3 separate regions of the Mus musculus genome follow, and all the other regions are linked to region 1. Evidence: chromatin contacts called from public Hi-C and Micro-C data. All regions are on one chromosome and are shown on one strand. The core of a region is the stretch at or near the end of the contact, and the rest is flanking DNA. Distances in the headings are between cores, read along the strand shown.

Region 1 (2,924 bases), core at 232-2,731:
ATATATGGAAAGAATATTTAAAACAAAATGAACTCTCCTCATTTTTTTTTTTCGAGACAGGGTTTCTCTGTGTAGCCTTGGCTATCCTGGAACTCACCCTGTAGAGCAGGCAGGCCTTGAACTCAGAAATCTGCCTGCCTCTGCCTCCCAAGTGCTGGGATTAAAGGCGTGTGCCACCACTGCCTTGCAAACTCTCCTCATTTTTATTACCAAACCAATGTCACAAAAATGATGATGGCATTAGTTGGTACATATACTATAATAAGAAATAAGTAGTCACTTTATTGACGCACTCTCCAGGGCTCAGAAAAAATTCATAAAACAAAGAATAATGTATAATTTGCAACTCTCCTGATTTTCTTCAGTAGATTTAAGACATAATCATAATCTATGGGATTTCAACGTAAAAATGTGACTAATAGTACTCTGCACTGCTGGGTGTGGTGGCCTATGCCTTTAATCTCAGCACACAGGAAGCAGAAGCAAGAAGATCTCTATATGTTCCAGCCCATTTGTGTCTACATGGCAAGTTCCAGGCCAGCCATGACTACTGGGCAAGACCTTGTTTAAAAATATAAAATAGATTAGATAGATAGATAGATAGATAGACAATAGACAGACACATGCATAAATCCTCTGCCCTGTAACATCCTATTTTTACAGAAATCTAAACTCCAGGAGGGAAGGGATGCTGACTTCAGTGTGTACTAATATGCTCCTAAAATCTGCAAGTAAGAGTTGCTTACTAAATAGAGTCATATAAACAATAACAATGTAATTCAGATCGTACTACTAAATTTTTCTAAAGGGTTGAGAATGTCAACTGATAAAAGGCTTGCCTAGCCAACAATACAAATATAAAATACCCTGCCAATTTTTTAATATTCCCTATGTTTTTAATGCATTTTTCTTTCTAATGTATACATTCAGAAATAATGCAATCTGAAACAAGAAGCCCATGATCCAATAATGTGACTAGGCCAATATATTTAAGTGATTTTTAGTTTGTAAGGTCATACTTGGAGCATGTTAAATGCTGGCAAATAGCAAATATTTTCGCAAATACCAAATATTTTTAATCAGTAATAACGGGAGCAGGCCAGGAAACCCTGACAAAAGAAGACTTGGGACTTGTAATTAATTCACATGGAGGCACCATACCTTCCAAAGCCTGAGTCCTAATCCTTGGGAACTTGACTAATCAGAAAGGGAAAAAGGACAAAATAACCCAGGCCCTTTTACAGGCCCGCAGACTCCGCCTCTCCCCCTAAGAGAAACATCACCCAAAGCCCAGGGCACCCCAGACCCTAGGACTGTGGCAATACTAAATATCCCAGGTGGCTGCTTCCCACCTGCACCGCCGCCCGAGCTCCGCCCACCTCCGTCACGGCTGCCGGAAACGACCGCGCGCGTTGCCACGGCGACGCCCAGGAAAGTAACTTCTCCTCCGGCATCTGAGGCCCAGCCTCTGGCGCCAAACTGCGAGTCGCTCAGGAAAACGTCTGACGTGCTGACGTCATCCGAACGGCAGCCAATGAGATGGATAGCTGGGGAAGCTGGCTTGGGTTTGAATTTGTGGCTGTGTTTGGAGCGCCTGGAAGCCAACTCTGCCAAGTTGTGACGGTCACTTCTTGTAGGTGAGTGAGGTGGGCGCTGTGTCTGGGGACGCGTGGGTTGATTCGAGGGTCGCCGGAGTGGAGGATCCGGTGTCAGGCGACAAATTAGCTTTCGGCGGGCGATGCAGGTCGAGGGTCCCCTCGGTATTGCGGCTTGGAAAGACCCGGAGCTACCGAGTGTGCATGACAAGGCGAGCCTTTCTCAGCACCGAGGTTCTAGGCTTCGCCACTGAACCCCGAGGGGAAGCTGGTCCCTTTCTCAGACTTAAACTGAGGACGCTCACAGTTCAGCCTCCTAGAGCGTGAGGTTCCTTCCGGATTCCAAATTCAGAGTGTCCTGCTTGGGCTGCACATGGGAGTGTGCGACTTCTGGGCTTTACTTCATGGGAGGAGCTTTTGTGCAGAGAGGCTGTCAGGTCAGTCTGGAGCCCAGTTGTAGCCTCAAGCAAAACCGGCCCTGACTGCTCACCTGTGATGCTGAAGGTCACGGAAAAAAAGAAACAAAGACAAAAAAGTGCCAGGAGGCCAGAAAGCAGCCTCTAATCCTGCAGTTTCTGCAGCCTTTTCAGCAGGAGCTCATTTGCCTTGCCTAGTACAAAAAAAGCCAATGCTGACTGTTGCTCATTATAATATGAATGGGGATTACTGGAGTAGAACTAATTTTGTTGGTGACATCAGTCCACTTTGTCCAGTTCCTACCTTGGGTTTTGGAAGGTTTTCTTGACCTTTGATGTTAGAGAATATGAATCCCACAGAGCTAATAAATAGTACTTGCTATTGAATTCAGTGTATGAAAAGAACTATTTCAGTCAGCAGGAATGATTTGCCTTGAGAGGTATTCTCATTGAACCAGTATTTACAGATATTTAAGATTTTTTTATTTTAAAGAGCATTTTGTCCCACTGTAGTTATACTTTTCAATAGACACTATAAATTGACTATGCTGTTAATGCTATGAAAGGCAATAGAAAAACAATTGGCCCACCACCAATACTGATAATCTTCCCTCGTGTTAGTAAGGCAGTCAAATCAGTGACTGACAGAAAGGTTTAAGCCAGATAGAAACTGTAAATGAGGCAAGGTCCCTGTTCTAAACCATGTCGAATCAGAATTTTCTACCTGAGTTGGGAATAATTCGTAGCTATGTCATTGTGCTTCTATACACCTGTTTGGAAGCATTTTCTTTTTCTCAGTCATGAGATTTGGATTTGTAGCTGGGTCCGCTTTCTGTCATATTAGTAATAACATTTGGAAACATTACTAAGTTCCTCCGTATGTGAGGCAACCTTGCATAGTTATTATGCGCGT
Region 2 (2,924 bases), core at 139-2,638, 660 kb before region 1:
CATGTAACCACAGCCCAGCCACACCTAGGGAAATGACATGGCTACATTTTGATGTTTACTCTGTTTTGATAACCACAAGAAAGTAAAAGTAAATAGCTAAAGTTATAATGAGACTTGATTTTACCCATTTAATATGAAAGACAAGGTAAAATTCTCCCTTTTCCCTGCCCAGCTACATTGAGAATGGTCAGACCTACAGACTATACTTTGTAATCAATTAAAGAATGTCATAAAATTCTGAAATATAGTAATAGTTTGTAGACTTTTTTCATCTAAAATCCAATTAATCAGTAAAATCTTATTATATATAAAATTTCTATTAATGTACATTTTGCAAACCTTACACTCCTAAGGAGTTAATAGAGGAGACTCCATATTAGCTGCCAGGAGGAGGTAGGAGGACATACTGGACTGGAAACTCACTGTGTAGTTCCTTTATACCAGCATCACTTGGGGCCAGCCCGGGGTTATATATCATTCTTCCTGTGTGTTTACATTAAGAGTCCATTTATAAAGAAACATCCTTTGATCCCCCTGTCTTTATTAATGAAAAAATGCCGCATTAAGACATTTCTTCTTGCTTTCCCTTCCTGTTTCATTTGGGCTCTATGTGTAATCTATAAAGCAGTCTGAACAGAATGGCACAAGCCGTCAAAATATTTACATATTTCCCTGTAAAATATTTCATAGAAAGATTTAACAGGCATAAGTAAGCTATGACAAGCATGTTCACTTATCTGAAGAAAAATACTTTGAGCTGATTTCCTGGCACAGAAAGGAAAGCTAGTGAAGTGACATCTCCCCTTGTGGAATGTGGTGATTAAACCAGGGAGGCTCTCTTTACCTTCCCCAGGAAGGGCAGTATGACATGGGGGAAGGGAAGCAGCTTTCAGTAGAAGTTAGCGCATCAGACTTTGCCATTGTCTCCCACTAATACTGGTATGTGAAGGCTTAACAATGAAGGTCAAGCAAGCACAGACTTAGAAGAGTATGCAAAATAAAAGCAAAACAAGAGTGTGCTTGAATGTAAGTACTCATATGAAGCAGTTCAAACAACACTGGAAAAAACCATAAGGATTAAATACTAAGGTGGATATTTTGTGCTGAAAAATAAGGGGAGGGTGGTTCTTTAAACCAGATTTTAGAAAATCATGTATCTGTAGATCAAACACATCTTTTCCCATTGTCAGAGGAGAGACAAATCTTAGGCAGGTCCTTCTCCAGCCATTGGACAAAGGGGAAACTGTAACACAGGAATTGATATGTGGCCAAGCTACGCAGTTCTATTTTGCTTCATAAATGAACAAGCTCTAACTCGTAAACTATGAGGTTCCTGTGATGAGGGAGCAGACATTTCACATTGGAAAGCACTAATCTGAGGGGTGAAAACGGAATCCCGGGCACTCAGACCACATTCCAGCCTAAATCCCTATATCATCATGTTGTCCGAAGCTTAACCTTTATCTCCCAGTCTTTCTTACTGGGAAACTAAAAATCAAATCCCTTTCCATAATAACAAGTTTGGAATGAGTTAAAGGTTGATAGCCTAAGAAACTACTATGGTTTGAACTAGAATAGTAACATAAAATGTTAATTCTATATCTAGTTCCTGTTAAGAAAAACAAAAACAAACAAACACAAAACCAGCAAGCTAGTATAACCTCACTGTCCAGACTAATGTAATCTACTGTTTATTGGTACGAGGCCTTCTTTTTAGCAGTCAGACTAACTCTACCTTAATTGTTCATCTTAGAAACAACATAGGAAATGGGTTCATAAATTCTACTTTAGAAAACGATTCAAGCTAAGATAACTCATTCATATTTTCTTGTACTGCTGTCTACTTACTCATTTGCATGGAATGATACACCAATCTGAGTCAGTTCTTAGAAGACATGATTCTGGCTGTTCAGCAACTATGACCTTATTCTCTATCAGGAAAACATGTTAATGGTCAGGAAAATTATGGCCTCTGTCTTCATTCAACAGCTTTACCTGAAAAATTTGATAATCTACTCAGTCTAAAATGATGGCAGAAATGTGGTATTGTAAAAATGTGTGCTCAGTTTAATAGATTTAGCAATATATATTTACTTAAAACAAATGAAATTGACACTATTTTAGAAATTTAAACATAATCTATCCCTAATTTTACAGAAGGTCAATGTAATATTAGTTTTAATAAAATGGAAAATATAAAAGCAATGTTAACTTTCTATTTTGCTAGGAAATAATAGTATTTGGCTAGATTAGAATACAAAAGAGGTTTTGGAAGACACATAAACTCTTCATCTGAACAAGGTAACTTAGTATCTTGTTAAAAAAATAGAAAAATATATCCCAAAACAATAAAAACAATTACTACATCATCTTGAAAGAGTGACTATGGGTGTAAGTTTAAATTAGACAGGACAGGGTCTAAGCCCAACTTGAGCAATTTATAGCTGCTACTTAATGCTTTGAGCTTCTTTCTTTATCATTAAACAAAGACTAAAAACCAAATATATGAGTCTCCATTGAATATTAAGTAAGTAGATAAATATAAAGTTACTACTAAATGTTGTGAGACACACAAGTATAATCTAGCTATGTGACAGATAGCTAAAGAAAAAGATAAGTGTTATTTACTCATCTATTTCATGGCTATGTACTAAACTTTCTAACTTTATGGATCCCTAGATTTACTTGGGACATTTCCCTGAACTGTCCTTTCTGACAGCAAGCTCACTTACTCATTTGGTGCTTATTGTTGCCCTTTCTATACTCAATACCGTAAAATGTTCTCAGCAGGTAAAACCACAAAATATTGTATGTCTTCTGTCTACAAAGAGCTACTCCTCACTCAGACAGTGAAGGTAAGTACTAACTAAAACCCTACACCACACGTGATGACATATTAACGCTGAAGTATATGGAAGCTTCCA
Region 3 (2,924 bases), core at 177-2,676, 590 kb before region 1:
TTATGAATGCATACTGCATTTGTAAAGGACCTGGATTCAGTTCCCAGCACTGGTGCCAGGAAACTCATAGCCACCTGTCACTGTAGCTCAGGGGGACCTTATACCTTTGGCCTACACAGGCACCTGCATTTATTTACACGAGCGCACGCGCACACACACACACACACACACACACACACACACACTTAAAAATAATGATAATATATCTTGAAAATAGTATAATGGTAAATCCTCTAATCTACTGAGGAAAGCCATAAAAGCATCTCATCATTGAGAGAATCATGATACATGTATATGTATTTGGGTAGAAAAATAAAAATGTAAGCAAAGAAGGTTGGTTTTGCGTGGTGATACACTGATCTTCTTGGGGAAAGGAAGAGTGCAATGCAGGTTTGCTAATGTGGCAGACAGGAAGGAGAAGGAGGATGAGAACATTCTAGGTGGGAAGATCATCAGAAAAGAGTGTGAGAGAGTATGGTACAAATGCCATTATGGGGTTTCCCTGGTCCCAAAAGACAAGCAGCCATCACTTACTTCAAAGAAGGCCTCTGCATCCTCAGGTGTTGGCAGACCCTCAGGAGAGTAGATGACAGTCCCAAAGTCACCCTGTTACAAAGCAGAGACCTGACCAGAGAGAAGCAGCAGCTCTCTGAAAGCCCTCCTGCAAAACAAAGGAAATCAGTGGGAGAGAGGAGAGAAGAGCTGGCTCTTTCTAAATCTTGAATTTTCTCAGCAAAGCACCTTGCTTTAATAAAAATGAAATCTTCACAAGTTATACATATTTAATTTACTGATTCAAAGATGAGTCAGAGCAGGAAAACAATGGTTGTGAACCTTTCAGTCCATGAGAGGAGTTTTCTAAAGTGTTCCCAAAGCCTTTCCGGGGTGACACTCATCTGAGGTCGCAGAGAGGGAGAGGATTTGTATTCATAAATGCTGCTCGAAGAGACCAGAGCCATTCTAATTCTTATGTAGTAGGTGCCATTAATCAATAGGTGGGGATATAAAAAGTCACAGTTCTCCTTTGTGCCAGGAAAGAGGATGGCAGTCCATTTCCGGATATATGCCACAGCCAGCTGATGACTCATTCTGTGCCAAAATACCACAGGGACTTGAGGGGAAATGAGGAGTGTGACAAGCCCGGAAGACAGTGGCCAGCACAATTGGTCTAGCATAGACCTCTGCTCAGAGCTTCAGAAGAGGTCTGCTGTACTAGTGGCTAAAGCTCAAGGGGCCTTTGAAGACCATCTAGTCTACATCTCTTATTTAATTTTATATATGCGATCCTAACTGACCCAGCTGAGGAATGAAGTGAGTGGGAGACTTAAGACTAGAACTTAGATTCCCCATATATGGTCTTCAGTAGTGTGTGGCCTTTGATAACAAGGGCACAAATGTGACCATCCCGAGCAGCTGTGCTCTGGAAACCCTTAGCTAGCTAGTAATTGGAACTTAGCCAACTGGCTCCACAGAAATCAGGGAAGCCAATTCTCTGCAGGAATATGTGGTAGGAGGTTGTTAAGCAGTAACAGATAGCTTTAGGCCACTAGAGCTTGAGGTATGGTGGTTAGCCTTCAAAGGCTAACAATTTACAAGCTACTGGAATAAGTTCTATGAATACAATTTTATTAAATTCTAGCCCTTCCACATTTCCATGGATTAATGTAATTGAGATACTGGTAAGGAGGGCATGTGTAGTATACATACTGCCCTGAGTCCTAGGCCAATGGCATTTGCCAGAACATCACAGATGGAGAATGGGTAAAGGAGAAACCCACATGTATCGCAGCAAATTAATCTCCTGCCCTAGCAGGAAAGGCAAACTTTCTACTCTGTTATTCACTGGCTCTCCTTGTAAGAGGGTAAAAGGATATTCCACTAAAGGGGAAAGCCAGGTTCTGTTAGGTTCCCATCTAGAGACGAACTTTATTGATAAAGCTGGTATTCAAGACCCAGGTGTTTGGTTGATCTGGTCCATAAGATTTGCTCTGAGACTGATTCACTCCTATCAGTCAATTCATAAACAAAGTTAGCTCTTATTAAGTGGCTTGGGAGAAAAGATATGATTATACTGTTAAGAAACACAAAATGATAGCTAAATATTAATTTATAGGCAGTATACTAAACACTTTGTATCCCTTATCATATTCTTTTAACACATTTTTTAAGTTGAAGGTAAAGTTAGATGTGTCTCATTTTAAAGAAAATGGAATAGATGCTAATAGAAGTAAATAACATATTCAGCAAAGCTAATGCATAAACATCTATGATGATCTGAGGTCATCTGACTCATAACTCTAGTCTTCTAAAAATATATCATTAAGTCAAGTCACCTAATCCGGGAAAGGAACACATCTGGCATGAGTACTAGTCAGGACTACTAGTCAGGACTTCAGTCAGGCATGAGTACTAGTCAGAACTTCAGTCAGCTTTCATGCCTAGGTCTCACTCAGCGAGGATATGGAAAAGTTGGGTTATGGTTTGCAGCCATTCATCAAATGACTTTCAGGGAATCACATATGGTGGGAAGTTCTCAATAATAAACAGTAAATAATAGAACAGTGCTCACCCTTCATACAGCTTCAGAATCTGGTCTTTGGTACTCTTTCCTTCCCTGACTTTTAATAAGAATATTTATACCAAACAATTCTTTCTTATTTTAATCAATCATATACCTTGTTTCTTTTTAGATGCATTTCTATTGGAAAACCAATCATTTGGCTGGGACATTCAGTCTCAATCCTAGCTTGGCCTTCCCTTGTCTCCTGGAGACATCATTTACTCCTCTGGCCTTTCAACCAACACTTCTCTTTCCCACTCTTTTATCACACTTACTTCTGCCAAAGTCATTCCATGTAGGCTCGGTTTCTTTTGTTTTCCATTGAATGTGAAGAAACAGGTTTGTAGAGCTCCAAAGGGCCAAC

The links. A called contact is a pair of places that touch in the nucleus more often than the background predicts.
Region 2: a Hi-C map of Sertoli cells shows a contact between it and region 1, with 4 times the contacts expected there. The contact joins the enhancer-like site here to the promoter of Kif18a in region 1. A contact is called at or near these places in 2 of 39 promoter capture datasets (hippocampal neurons and liver), 1 of 484 Hi-C or Micro-C datasets (Sertoli cells) and 3 of 115 datasets of contacts at active chromatin or transcription factors (cardiomyocytes, extraembryonic endoderm stem cells and vascular smooth muscle cells).
Region 3: a contact with region 1 is called in a Micro-C map of the HL-1 cell line, with 4 times the contacts expected there. The contact joins the enhancer-like site here to the promoter of Kif18a in region 1. A contact is called at or near these places in 9 of 39 promoter capture datasets (the 3T3-L1 cell line, the C10 cell line, cranial neural crest and 5 more), 11 of 484 Hi-C or Micro-C datasets (the AML12 cell line, the C2C12 cell line, the HL-1 cell line and 6 more), 10 of 115 datasets of contacts at active chromatin or transcription factors (the NIH/3T3 cell line, astrocytes, cardiomyocytes and 4 more) and 1 of 9 other capture datasets (pancreatic islet).

Annotation. Positions count from the first base shown.
Region 1 is chr2:109,279,257-109,282,180 of GRCm38.p6, forward strand. It overlaps Kif18a (kinesin family member 18A), which reads left to right and starts at 1,482. Exons shown (of 17, transcript NM_139303.1): 1 at 1,482-1,637. It also overlaps a transcript of Mettl15 not described here.
Region 2 is chr2:108,622,138-108,625,061 of GRCm38.p6, forward strand. No RefSeq gene overlaps it. Among named protein-coding and RNA genes, the nearest start is that of Gm39905, 260 kb to the right of the region's middle. Within about 2 kb of position 1,389, at least 57 of the 459 cell types and tissues checked have an H3K27ac peak or open chromatin away from gene starts, as enhancers often do. A contact at or near this core is called in Sertoli cells and extraembryonic endoderm stem cells, where this site is marked.
Region 3 is chr2:108,685,120-108,688,043 of GRCm38.p6, forward strand. No RefSeq gene overlaps it. Among named protein-coding and RNA genes, the nearest start is that of Gm39905, 190 kb to the right of the region's middle. Within about 2 kb of position 1,427, at least 42 of the 459 cell types and tissues checked have an H3K27ac peak or open chromatin away from gene starts, as enhancers often do. A contact at or near this core is called in the AML12 cell line, the C2C12 cell line, the HL-1 cell line and 1 more, where this site is marked.